2 separate regions of the Mus musculus genome follow, and region 1 is linked to region 2. A link is a contact called in public HiChIP or PLAC-seq data. All regions are on one chromosome and are shown on one strand. Each heading gives the region's core, a stretch centred on a gene start, on an enhancer-like site or on the middle of the called end of the contact. The rest is flanking DNA. Distances are from core to core; before and after follow the strand shown. Region 1 overlaps Myrfl (myelin regulatory factor-like). Region 2 overlaps Cnot2 (CCR4-NOT transcription complex, subunit 2).

Region 1 (4,963 bases), core at 1,547-4,046, 250 kb before region 2:
TTTAAAAAAGAAAAAGAAAGGAAAGCTAACTTTCAAGAGCTGTCCTAATAGCTATAGGCCGGGATGATCATTTTCCCTCTCAGTGGTTTGGCCTCCATCGCAGTGCTAACAACACCACACACAACAATGTTAATCTATGTGCTTTCTTGGCTTTATTCTTACTAATGGCCGTCTCTCCGCTGAACAGTGTACTCTGAAGGCAGGAGCTGTGTCTGCCTGCTGAGTCAGGTTTCTTCCCTCCAGCTGCTGAGGAACCTCCACGCCTGACACAGCCTGAGTGCGTGACGAGGAGGGGCTGATTCTGTGCCAGCAGTGGATAAGAAAGTCTGTGGGGTGTGGGGCAGTCAGTAACCGCACGCACGCTTCCCACGGCACACACGTACACGCGTGGGTGGGAGGGGACAGCTGATCAGGGTTGGTTCTGTTCTTCCACCGTGAGGGTCCCAGAGCGTAAACTCATCTCAGTGGCCCAGGTGAGCAGCTCGCTGCTGCTTTTCTAGCAAAGGTGGACGACCAGACAGCAGCTCATCTTCCCTGAGCTTCCTTCCCCACTTGGTGCTGATTAACTAATCACAGCAGAATGGGACCCAGAGCTCCCCACTGTGGAATGAGACACGGTGACCACGGTGACCACACATTCACAGCAGAACAGAGCTAAGTAATTGAATCAAGTTCAGTTGATTTTTGGGGGTGGGGGGCAGGGGTGTTTTTTGTTTTTTAGTTTTTTTGGTTTCTCAAGACAGGGTTTCTCTGTATAGCTCTGGCTGTCCTGGAACTCACTCTGTAGACCAGGCTCAACTCGAACTCAGAAACCCGCCTGCCTCTGCCTCCCGAGTGCTGGGATTAAAGGCGTGCCCCACCACGCGCAGCTCAAGTTCAGTTGTTTATAACCAAGGGTGATTATCAATAAGAAAACCTTTCCAATTGCTTCAGTGTAGAGTATATGCTCTCAGCATTAATTAATTCAAACCTCGACATGGAGACTAGACGTGTCTATGAAGAAAACAGTCCCGGAGCATCCAGATAGACATTCCTGGTCAATTACTCTCAGTGAGCCTCTGTTATGAGGGTCAGGGGCGTTTACAGCTATTTTTAAACATACTGACAAGTTTCACTGAGATGCTGGACAAAAGTCAGAATTTTAAGTCTTCTAGCCATAGTTGATTGCAATAAAAGATCCTAGAAATTTCCGTAAAGTCAGGACAGGCCATAATTATAAGCAGTAAGAAGTAATAAATTCTCCCTGCATCTTTATTACTTCTCAAATAGGAAAACATGTGAATTATCTCCTTGCCTATAGGATTCCTACAAGATCTATGGTGCCAAAAACTCTGAGCTAGAGAAATTAGAGCTGGCCTTTTATCACTATTGACACATAACTAGGCATATGCAGCAATTGCTTATATCTCCTAAGACAGGCTTAGAAATCCTCTGGGGGAGGCATGGCGGGAAGAGTTGATTAGTAGTTAGGAGAGGACCTCACCATTCTTCACTGCTTGGGTTAGAGCTAAGTCACACTGTGTTGAGGAAAACCTTCTCTAAAAAGAAGCAGAGAAAGGAGCGGGTGTGCAGGGCAGGACATGGTGGAGAAAAGGGGTGGGGTGGGCTGGGCTTGGGAGCTGTAGGAGAGTAGATTGCCCGTGTGTGAGTGGAGGGGGAAGAGGCCAGAGAGGATGAAGGGCAACGGGATCTGGGCGGCTGAATTGGTTATCTACTGACCACGTGACCCGCTGTAAACATTCCCCTTGTTGTGGCTTAACGTCCCCTGTAATCTAAGCTTAGTGAGTAGCAATATGACACCCACGATGTCTTGGAATCACGGAATGCTATTCTTATCTTCATTAACTCCTGCCTTAGTTTTATTAAACAAAAGGAAAGCCTGAACCGTCATTAGAAACCTTAAAGCAGTTTCTGTCAGAAGATCTTTTAATTTTTAAAGAAAAAAAATTTTTTAATGAATCTCTCCTCCTCCCCCATATCATCATCACCATCACCATCACCATCATCACCATCACTGTTATTTTGGTGCTGTGCATGTGAGTGCAGTGGCCCGAGAAGGCCAGAAGTCAGAGGCATCAGATTCCCTCTGGTACTAGAGTTACAGGCAACTTCGAGGGACCACGTGGCTGCCAGGACTCAAACTCCCATCCTTTGTAGGAGCTGTGTGCACTTCTCGCCACTAAGCCCTCTCTCCAGTGCTCCAAAATAGTTTTAATGTACATAAAATTAAAATAGTAATTGTCTTAATTAGGGTTTTACTGCTGGGAACAGACACCATGACCAAGGCAAGTCTCAGAAAGGACCACATTCGACTTGGGGCTGGCTTACAGGTTCAGAGGTTCAGTCCATTATCATCATGGCGGCATGCAGGCAGATAGGGTGCTGGAGAGGTATCTGAGACTTCTACATCTGAATCTAAAGGCGGTAGGAAGAGAGAATGAGCCACTGGGCGTGTCTTGAGCTTCTAAAAAAAAAAAAAGTCAAAGCCCACCCACAATGACATACTTCCTCCAATAGACCACACCCACTCCAACAAAGCCACACCTCCTGATAGTACCACTCCCTGTGAGCCCGTGGGGTGCATTTTTCATTCAAACCACCACAGAAATGAAACCCACACCCATCTTCCTCAGAGTCCAGAGTATATTAATTATTTTTTCTCACTCCTGTAACACCTGACGGAATTTACTTAAGGGAGGAAGCATTTATTGTGACTCAGGTTTAGTACCTGGTGGTGGAGTAGCTCATGGCGGCAAGAATATGAGGCAGCGGGAGATGAGGACTCAGACTGCAGCTAGCCTGGGCTACACCCCTCAAAGGCTCATCCCCAGTGACCCACTTCTGAAAGCTCTGTGCACAGCCCAAGGGTGACAACGTTTCAATATAGCACTGCAATATCCGCTTTTCCGGGATAACATTTGAAATGTAAAAAAGAAAACACCCCCTCTCTCACACACACACACAAAAGACCCTATCCTATGTCCTTCCCCCTGCTTCTATGAGTCTGTTCCTCACCCACCCACCCACTCACTCCCCACCTCCCCGCCCTCGCATTCCATCAAGCTGTCACAGGACTAAGGCCTCTTCTCTCACTGATGCCTGACAAGGCCACCCTCTGCTACATATGCGGCTGGAGCCATGGGTCCCTCTATGTGAATTCCTTGGTCGGTGGCTTAGTCCCTAGGATATCTAGGAATTCTGGTTGGTTGATGTTATTCTTCCTATGGGGTTGCAAACCCCTTCAGCTACTTCGGTCCATTCTCTAACTCCTCCATTGAGGAGGACCCTGTGCTCAGTTCAGGGGTTGGCTACAAGTCCGCCTACAGAGAGCATCTAAGATTCCAGTTCCAACCTGCTACAAATGCTTATCTTTCTTCAACTCAATTACTTAAACTGAGTTTCAGAGTTATGTCATTTTATTATAGATACTTTATATCTATATATGTCTGTCTATCTGTGTGTGTGTGTGTGTGTGTGTGTGTGTGTGTGTGTAAGTCATAGGTCAGTCTTGGCTATCATTCCTTAGAGACAGACGCCATCAACCTTGTTTTTTTGAAACAGGGTCTCTCATTGGATTGCTGCTTGCTGTAGAGTGAGTGTCTGACAAAGAGTCCTAGGGGTTGCCCGTCTCTGTCTCCCTAGAGCTAGAGTATTACCGTGCCTGCATGACTTTCTCTCCCCTTAGGTTCTGGGTCCCTAACTTACATCTTTGTGCTTGCACAATCAAGGCTTTACCTGACGAGCTATCTTCCCAGCCTGATATCTTTTTGAAGGGGAAGGACCACTTCTTAAAAATGGAACTACCATACCATTACCATGTAGAAAAAATTACCAATTATGGTAAATTTTACGATAGTCGGGGCTGAAATTTCACAAATGTTTTTGTTTTGTTTTGTTTTTATGTAAATTTAACACGAAAGGCATACAGATGTCCATATAGTTTGGGCAGCCATTAAGAAACAATTAAAAAATTTTCTATTACGTTCCATCATTTGGTGGGGTTAGCAAACAATGATATTCTGTCATTCTTTCTTTGGTCACTGGCATTCTATTAAAACGAAGAACATTTCCTCACCAGATATATAGTTGACGTACAGTTGAGGAAGCGAAAGGTTCATTCCTTTCTTTATTTATGAGTGTTCTGAAAGAGAAAGTTAAACCTCTAATGTCTTCTGAAGGCAACCAATAAAACATTTTTAAATTGGGTATAGCCAGTGGGTGCTTTTAAAACACATATGACCCTTTGATCTACTCCCGAGGTGTGCCCTTTGATGTCCTCTGGCCTCTTCAGGGGGGTCCTGCTTACTCTGACACACTCACAGTCGTGGGTGGTCATCTTCTGCTTTGACAGAGAGGTGTCTGAGCTCTCTCTTCATGTCCTGCCTGCCCCAAATCTGGGGCTATTCCTCCTCACAAGATCCCTGGATCCCTTCAGTGAGCAGTATTTAGAGACCACAACGAACATGCTCACTGTTAGTGGGTCAGAAATGTCTTTTTATTATACTTGATCATGGTTAAAGATAGGAAATAGTTTCCATCTTTGTAGCCTTACAAAGCAGTTAAGATTCCAGATGGGGTTTTCGTGTGGGCTGCATTTGGTTGGTTTTCGGACCCCACTCCCTTAGAATGTCCTTTCTTTTAGTCACATTGTGTCCTTTGCTGGTTTCTTGGCCTGTACCCGTGTAGCCGCCCACCTGATCTATGCATTTAACAATTAGAGGGTAGATTCACACTTGAATGAGAATGTAAGGTAAAATACCACATTATTTAAAAGGCAAATTTATATATATATGCACATAAATAATATATTACATATAACATATATAATGAAGATTTATTTGAGGATCTGGTTTTATTCATTTTGCCTGCCTGGCTTCTTTTTTCCCAGTATGTATAAAATTTTTAAATGATAACGTAAACAAAATATACGTTTTGAACTTCCCCCTCCTATAGACAGTGGATC
Region 2 (5,004 bases), core at 1,448-3,947:
ATGCTTCTATGTTTTTTTTAAACCATAACTTTAAAGAAGCACATTGTTTATTTGTTTGTTTATTTGTGTATGTGGGCACACCTAAGCCTTCAGGCTCATGTGCAGATTAGAGCACAACTTTCCTGCCATAGGGACCTTTTCAAACTTGGCTCTTCAGGCTTAGTGGTAAGCACTACCCCTCACCCCCCACCCCCACTCAAACCTATCTCTGCCTTCCGTTCGTAAATACTTTTTACTGATTTGGGGATGTCCCTTTTGGATGGAAATTTTTTGTTGTTGGTTTGGTTTTAGGTCTGGTTTCGATTTTAAAAAGTGGATCTTGTGTCCACCGAGGGTGTCCCTTCACCGCCTTTGCTTTACAAGTGTTAGGGTTGTAGTTGTATATCCTTTAATGATGTGCGAGTTTTGTCCCTTATTTAAAAATGCACATTAAATTGCACAATATTGTATGTTGAGCAAGTCCTGTCTCTGGGATAACCCCATCTCATTTATTGCTCATATTACGTCGTAGTTGTAGTTTCTTTCCATGTCATGGCAGTGGCCGTCTTGACGGTAGTGATGCTAGTGAGAAGGTTTCTGGCTAGTCGTTTGTTTTGAATAGTTTGAAGTGAAACTAAGTTTTTTCTTCCAGTCTATCACTCAAGCCTTCTGGGCGCGTGCCTTCCCTCTTGAAAATTTTCTGTTGTTAATGCGGTCTCTTTACTTGTGATGGGTCTAGTTTTGACTGTCTTATTTCTTTTGTCAATTTTGATAGCCTGATAATGTTTTAGTAATTTGTCCATTTCCTCAAGTTTCATAGTTTGCTAGCTTGAGCCCCTTTCTTTACCTTTCTCTTGTCAACTCTGTTACCTTTTTTCTTTGTTTTTGTTTTTTTTAAATGTTGAATTAGGTGTTTGTTTGCTTATTTGTTTGGTAGAACTGGGATTTGAACGTGGGGATTGAATCTTAGTCTTTACACGTTGGGCAAACACCCCTTTATGAAGCTATATCTTCAGCCTTCTCTTACTTTTTTTTAAATTGAAGCAAGGTTTCATTCGGTTGCTCAGAGTGACCATGAACTCACTGCCTAGTCTAGAAAGGCCTTTAGTATGTCTGGGCCTCCTCAGAACTGGAGTCAGAGTCGTCCTCAAGGAAACTTCTCTTTGTAATAGACAGAAACCACTACAGAAAGGCACAGCTCGTCAAAGTGGAAAGCTGTGGAATCAGTCCCAATGGCTACCTCAAAGCACTCCCTGACCTAAGGCTCAGGGAACATTTTAGAAGATGGGACAGAAAGATTGACTGTAAGAGCTTTCCTCCAGTGGGGTTGTGTCTCCCGGTAAGGTTGAAGCTACAATACTCACCAACATGACTGCCTCCACATGAGCTGAGAAGGGCAGCAACAATAGACATGCAAAGTCTGCCAGACACAGAACTACAAGTCACCAAGGAATGCCGAGAGAGAGAGAGAGAGAGAGAGAGAGAGAGAGAGAGAGAGAGAGAGAGTGTGTGTGTGTGTGTGTGTGTGTGTGTGTGTGAGAGTGTTAGTTTTCTCCAGGAAGAGCGCACTAATTGGCTCCCAATACCAGATGGTCAGCCGTGAAAACATACATGTGAGTAGTGTTATATAGACTGAGCAGGTTGTATTTAGGAAATATATATGTGTATATATTTGTACACATGTATGCACATAGTAGCAATTGATGAAAGAAGAAGCCATGAAGTTGAAAGGGCAAGGAGGGGGGATGTGGGAATGTTGGAGGGATGAAAGGGAAGAGGAAAGTGTTTGTAATTATATTACGATTTGACAAAATAGGAAAATTAAGGACTCTTCTATCCAAAAAGCAACCACTAGGCCTGACTTAAGATCTTTTTGAAAGATAATTATTTGATGGGGTGTTGTCATTATTTCTAAGCCTTTATTTAATGGGTCCCCTGAATTACTGGCCATATTTATGAGGGTTACTTGGAAGTCTCTGTTGAGTGACACTGGGCTGCTTTTTACCTTGTGTATTACTCTCTATACTTGTGGTCTGTGGAGGGCCAGGTATTGAGTATATGGCAGCATCTCTGCACACACTGCTCCTCTTTTCTGGGCTTCTCACTGCTTTAATGGCTTTGCTGTGCTATTTCGATGAAATTGTATATATTTTGCATTGGAAAGAATTTGATGTCATACTCTGGAGGATAAAGCCTTGGAGATATTGGCGTGGCTAAGATGACAGTGATTTCTTTTAACAGTGAAATCTGTGTGTCTTTCACTTGTAGGTCTGTAGAATTTCTTGGTATCACACCCAGGTATCTATCTTCACTAGTTGTGCTAATTACGCTGTTGGCTTTGATGGTTCTCAAGAGGTGTGTATTGTCTGTCTGATTGAAGTTTGGCCCCTGTAATGGGCTTTTTCTTTTTACCGCTGCCCAGTCTTTGGTGTTTGAACCCAAGAAGGCTCTTACTAGCTATCTGTCCCCCTAATTTTCTTTATAGTAAACCAACTGACCTTGAGTTCTAGTCCTTTAAGTTGCCACCATGCTCTGTGTTTTTGAGTGTACTGTAGGCTTGAATTTCCCCCACACTTCTTTCCAGTTGAGTTAATTTCTTTTGAGGAGTTTCAAAGCTCTCTGCTTTTCTAGAATCTGAACCAGTATACAGGCCTATGCCTATTTGGCTCCTGTGGTGTGAGTGGGTGGGTTGAAGGCAGGTGGAGTGTATGTAAAGACATGCCTCTTCATGTATGTCAAGGCTATTCAAAGACCGTGGAGAGGCAGGAGTAAGAAAGTCTGTTCACCTCTTTTTGGGGAAGTATAAAATAGAATTGCACTTATCCCTGCCTAGCTTCAAATGAATGAGAATCAAACTATGATTTATTTATTAGGCTCTGCAAAATTACTGGGGATTACCCATAATCTAATTCTCTAATACTAGTCTGGCTACTTCCCCAACTCTGCTCCCCAAATGCTCGCTGTTTGAATCTTGCTAGGTTATTTCTGTTCGAGCAATCTGGTGTTCTGGGGAGGCAGTTCACTCTGGCACTTGATGTTGGCCAGTCAAGACTTATGGAGACCTCCCAGTCTTTCTTCTCTCACTCACTCCGTTTTCCTTCTCCACCCTCACCCATGTCCCTACCCAGGACCCCCAGCGGAGTAGCTGAAAACCCGCCTACTTCTATTCTCCCCAGTAGTCAGCTGTTGCCTTTTTTTTTTTTTTTTACCACTGGTTTTAAACTTGGGAGCAAGGTTTGCACAACAAAAGCTGGTGTTTGCACAACAAAAGCTTGTCTTGCAGCCACCAGATCTTGGGGTACAGATTTAGCATTTGAATACTTTAGCAGCACCTGACCAACCTCCTGTAGGGAAGTACTTTGTACACAGGGGAGTGAAAAGAGAGTTAGTAGATGGTCTGCGGTAATTATGTGGCTAGTTTCTTTTGCTATATTCATTACAATGACACATGAGAGAACTATTTCTTTGTTTAAAAAAATTTTTTTTGAATAATGACTTTTTTCCATTAATTGAAATTTAAATATTAAATGAGCCTCGTTTCTCTGAAGACCTCCTTGGCATTTTGTTTAGTTTTATGTGCAGACATTTTGTTGATCTTTTTTGTGTATCTGCTCCATAGGTGTATTTATTTGTATCTGAATTTTTCATCATCATTTAGTGTCTTTGGTTTGGTGTAAACATGATAAAAATGAGGTATTAGCTCCTTATTTGCTTTGTGGATACATTGTATCTTTAAATATCTTATACACCCTTGAGACTCCTTGAGCCTAGGAGGGTAGTGGTTGTTTTCTTAGTCAATTAAATAATATTAGCAGATGCAAGACTGTTCAGACTCTTACCAGTGAACCTAAAGGACAAAGCCATCTCATTTAAATTGTCTATTTGTAAGAGTTCTTGTATTTCTTATCCTTCTTTTGGTGCCTGGGGGCTCAGGAGTCATGTATTTTCTGCATTCCTAATATTGATATTTCTGACTTGTTAGTCTACCTAAGGTGCATTTATTTTTGTCTATTTAAAGCTAAGCTCTAGATGCTGTTTTCTTGCTAGTTTAACTTGTTTTAGTGTGGTGGCCCCCGACCCCCATCTTTATCATTCCCTCTATACTTGCTTTGGATGTATTACGCCATCTTAGTTTTAGGAGGTGTGAACTTTGATGGTTGGCTTGATCTGTCTTTTAAATATAAGCACTTAAAATTGTACATTTCCACAAAGTATGAGTTTACCTGCATTTCACATTTGTTATGTTTTTAATTATTGATCTGTTTATTCTGTCTTTCATTATGACTTATCCTCTGTATACCCTAGGTGTATTTCTTTGTTTGGTCTTTTAGAGATTGATTTAGGAATTACTTTGCTTTTGGAAGTTAGTTAACTAAAGCTGTGCATTCATCAGAAGACATCCTTTTTACATATTCAGTTCTTTAAAATTTATCATTAAAAAATAATATACAACGCCTTTAATCCCAGCACTCACTTGGGAGGCAGAGGCAGGCGATTTCTGAGTTCGAGGCCAGCCTGGTCTACAAAGTGAGTTCCAGGACAGCCAGGGCTATACAGAGAAACCCTGTCTCGAAAAACCAAAATAAAATAAAATAAAAATAAAAAAATAATATACATTAGTGTGATCAGAATTTCTGCCCCACCTCCCACTCCCCACACCCAGCTTCCTAGTCATTGTAATCCCCATGGAAAGAATTGCAGATGACACATAGGTGCCTAGACCAATGGGGAACATGCGCTTAGCAGGATTGAGAGTGGACACTGACCTAAGGGTTCAAGTTGTAGCCTGCACACTGCACACCGCAGTACAAACAGCTTTCCCCAGGAGCTTTATTCAGTCCACGTGGTTGACAGTTTGATTTGGATTTGTCCTTTATCAGAAGGCCTAGGGCTGTAAGTAATCTTAAGGTTTTGATAGATATCTAGTGACCTTAAGGGCAGTTCAGAATGTCACTTCTCCTGGGTTAGAGGTATGATTCAAATTTCACTCTTCTGTGGTACTGGGAGTCTGCAGGTCAGTCCTTG

What was found. HiChIP or PLAC-seq counts read pairs in DNA pulled down with a chosen protein or histone mark.
Region 1: an H3K27ac HiChIP or PLAC-seq map of embryonic stem cells shows a contact between it and region 2, with 5 read pairs. The contact joins two enhancer-like sites. A contact is called at or near these places in 1 of 15 datasets of contacts at CTCF or cohesin (large pre-B cells), 1 of 484 Hi-C or Micro-C datasets (nephron progenitors), 8 of 115 datasets of contacts at active chromatin or transcription factors (craniofacial prominence, embryonic limb bud, embryonic stem cells and 2 more) and 1 of 9 other capture datasets (embryonic stem cells).

Annotation. Positions count from the first base shown.
Region 1 is chr10:116,806,279-116,811,241 of GRCm38.p6, reverse strand. The region is part of intron 13 of Myrfl (myelin regulatory factor-like); the gene reads left to right. Among named protein-coding and RNA genes, the nearest start is that of 4930579P08Rik, 80 kb to the right of the region's middle. Within about 2 kb of position 2,796, at least 9 of the 459 cell types and tissues checked have an H3K27ac peak or open chromatin away from gene starts, as enhancers often do. A contact at or near this core is called in embryonic stem cells, where this site is marked.
Region 2 is chr10:116,560,619-116,565,622 of GRCm38.p6, reverse strand. The region is part of intron 1 of Cnot2 (CCR4-NOT transcription complex, subunit 2); the gene reads left to right. Among named protein-coding and RNA genes, the nearest start is that of Cnot2, 18 kb to the left of the region's middle. Within about 2 kb of position 2,697, at least 36 of the 459 cell types and tissues checked have an H3K27ac peak or open chromatin away from gene starts, as enhancers often do. A contact at or near this core is called in embryonic stem cells, where this site is marked.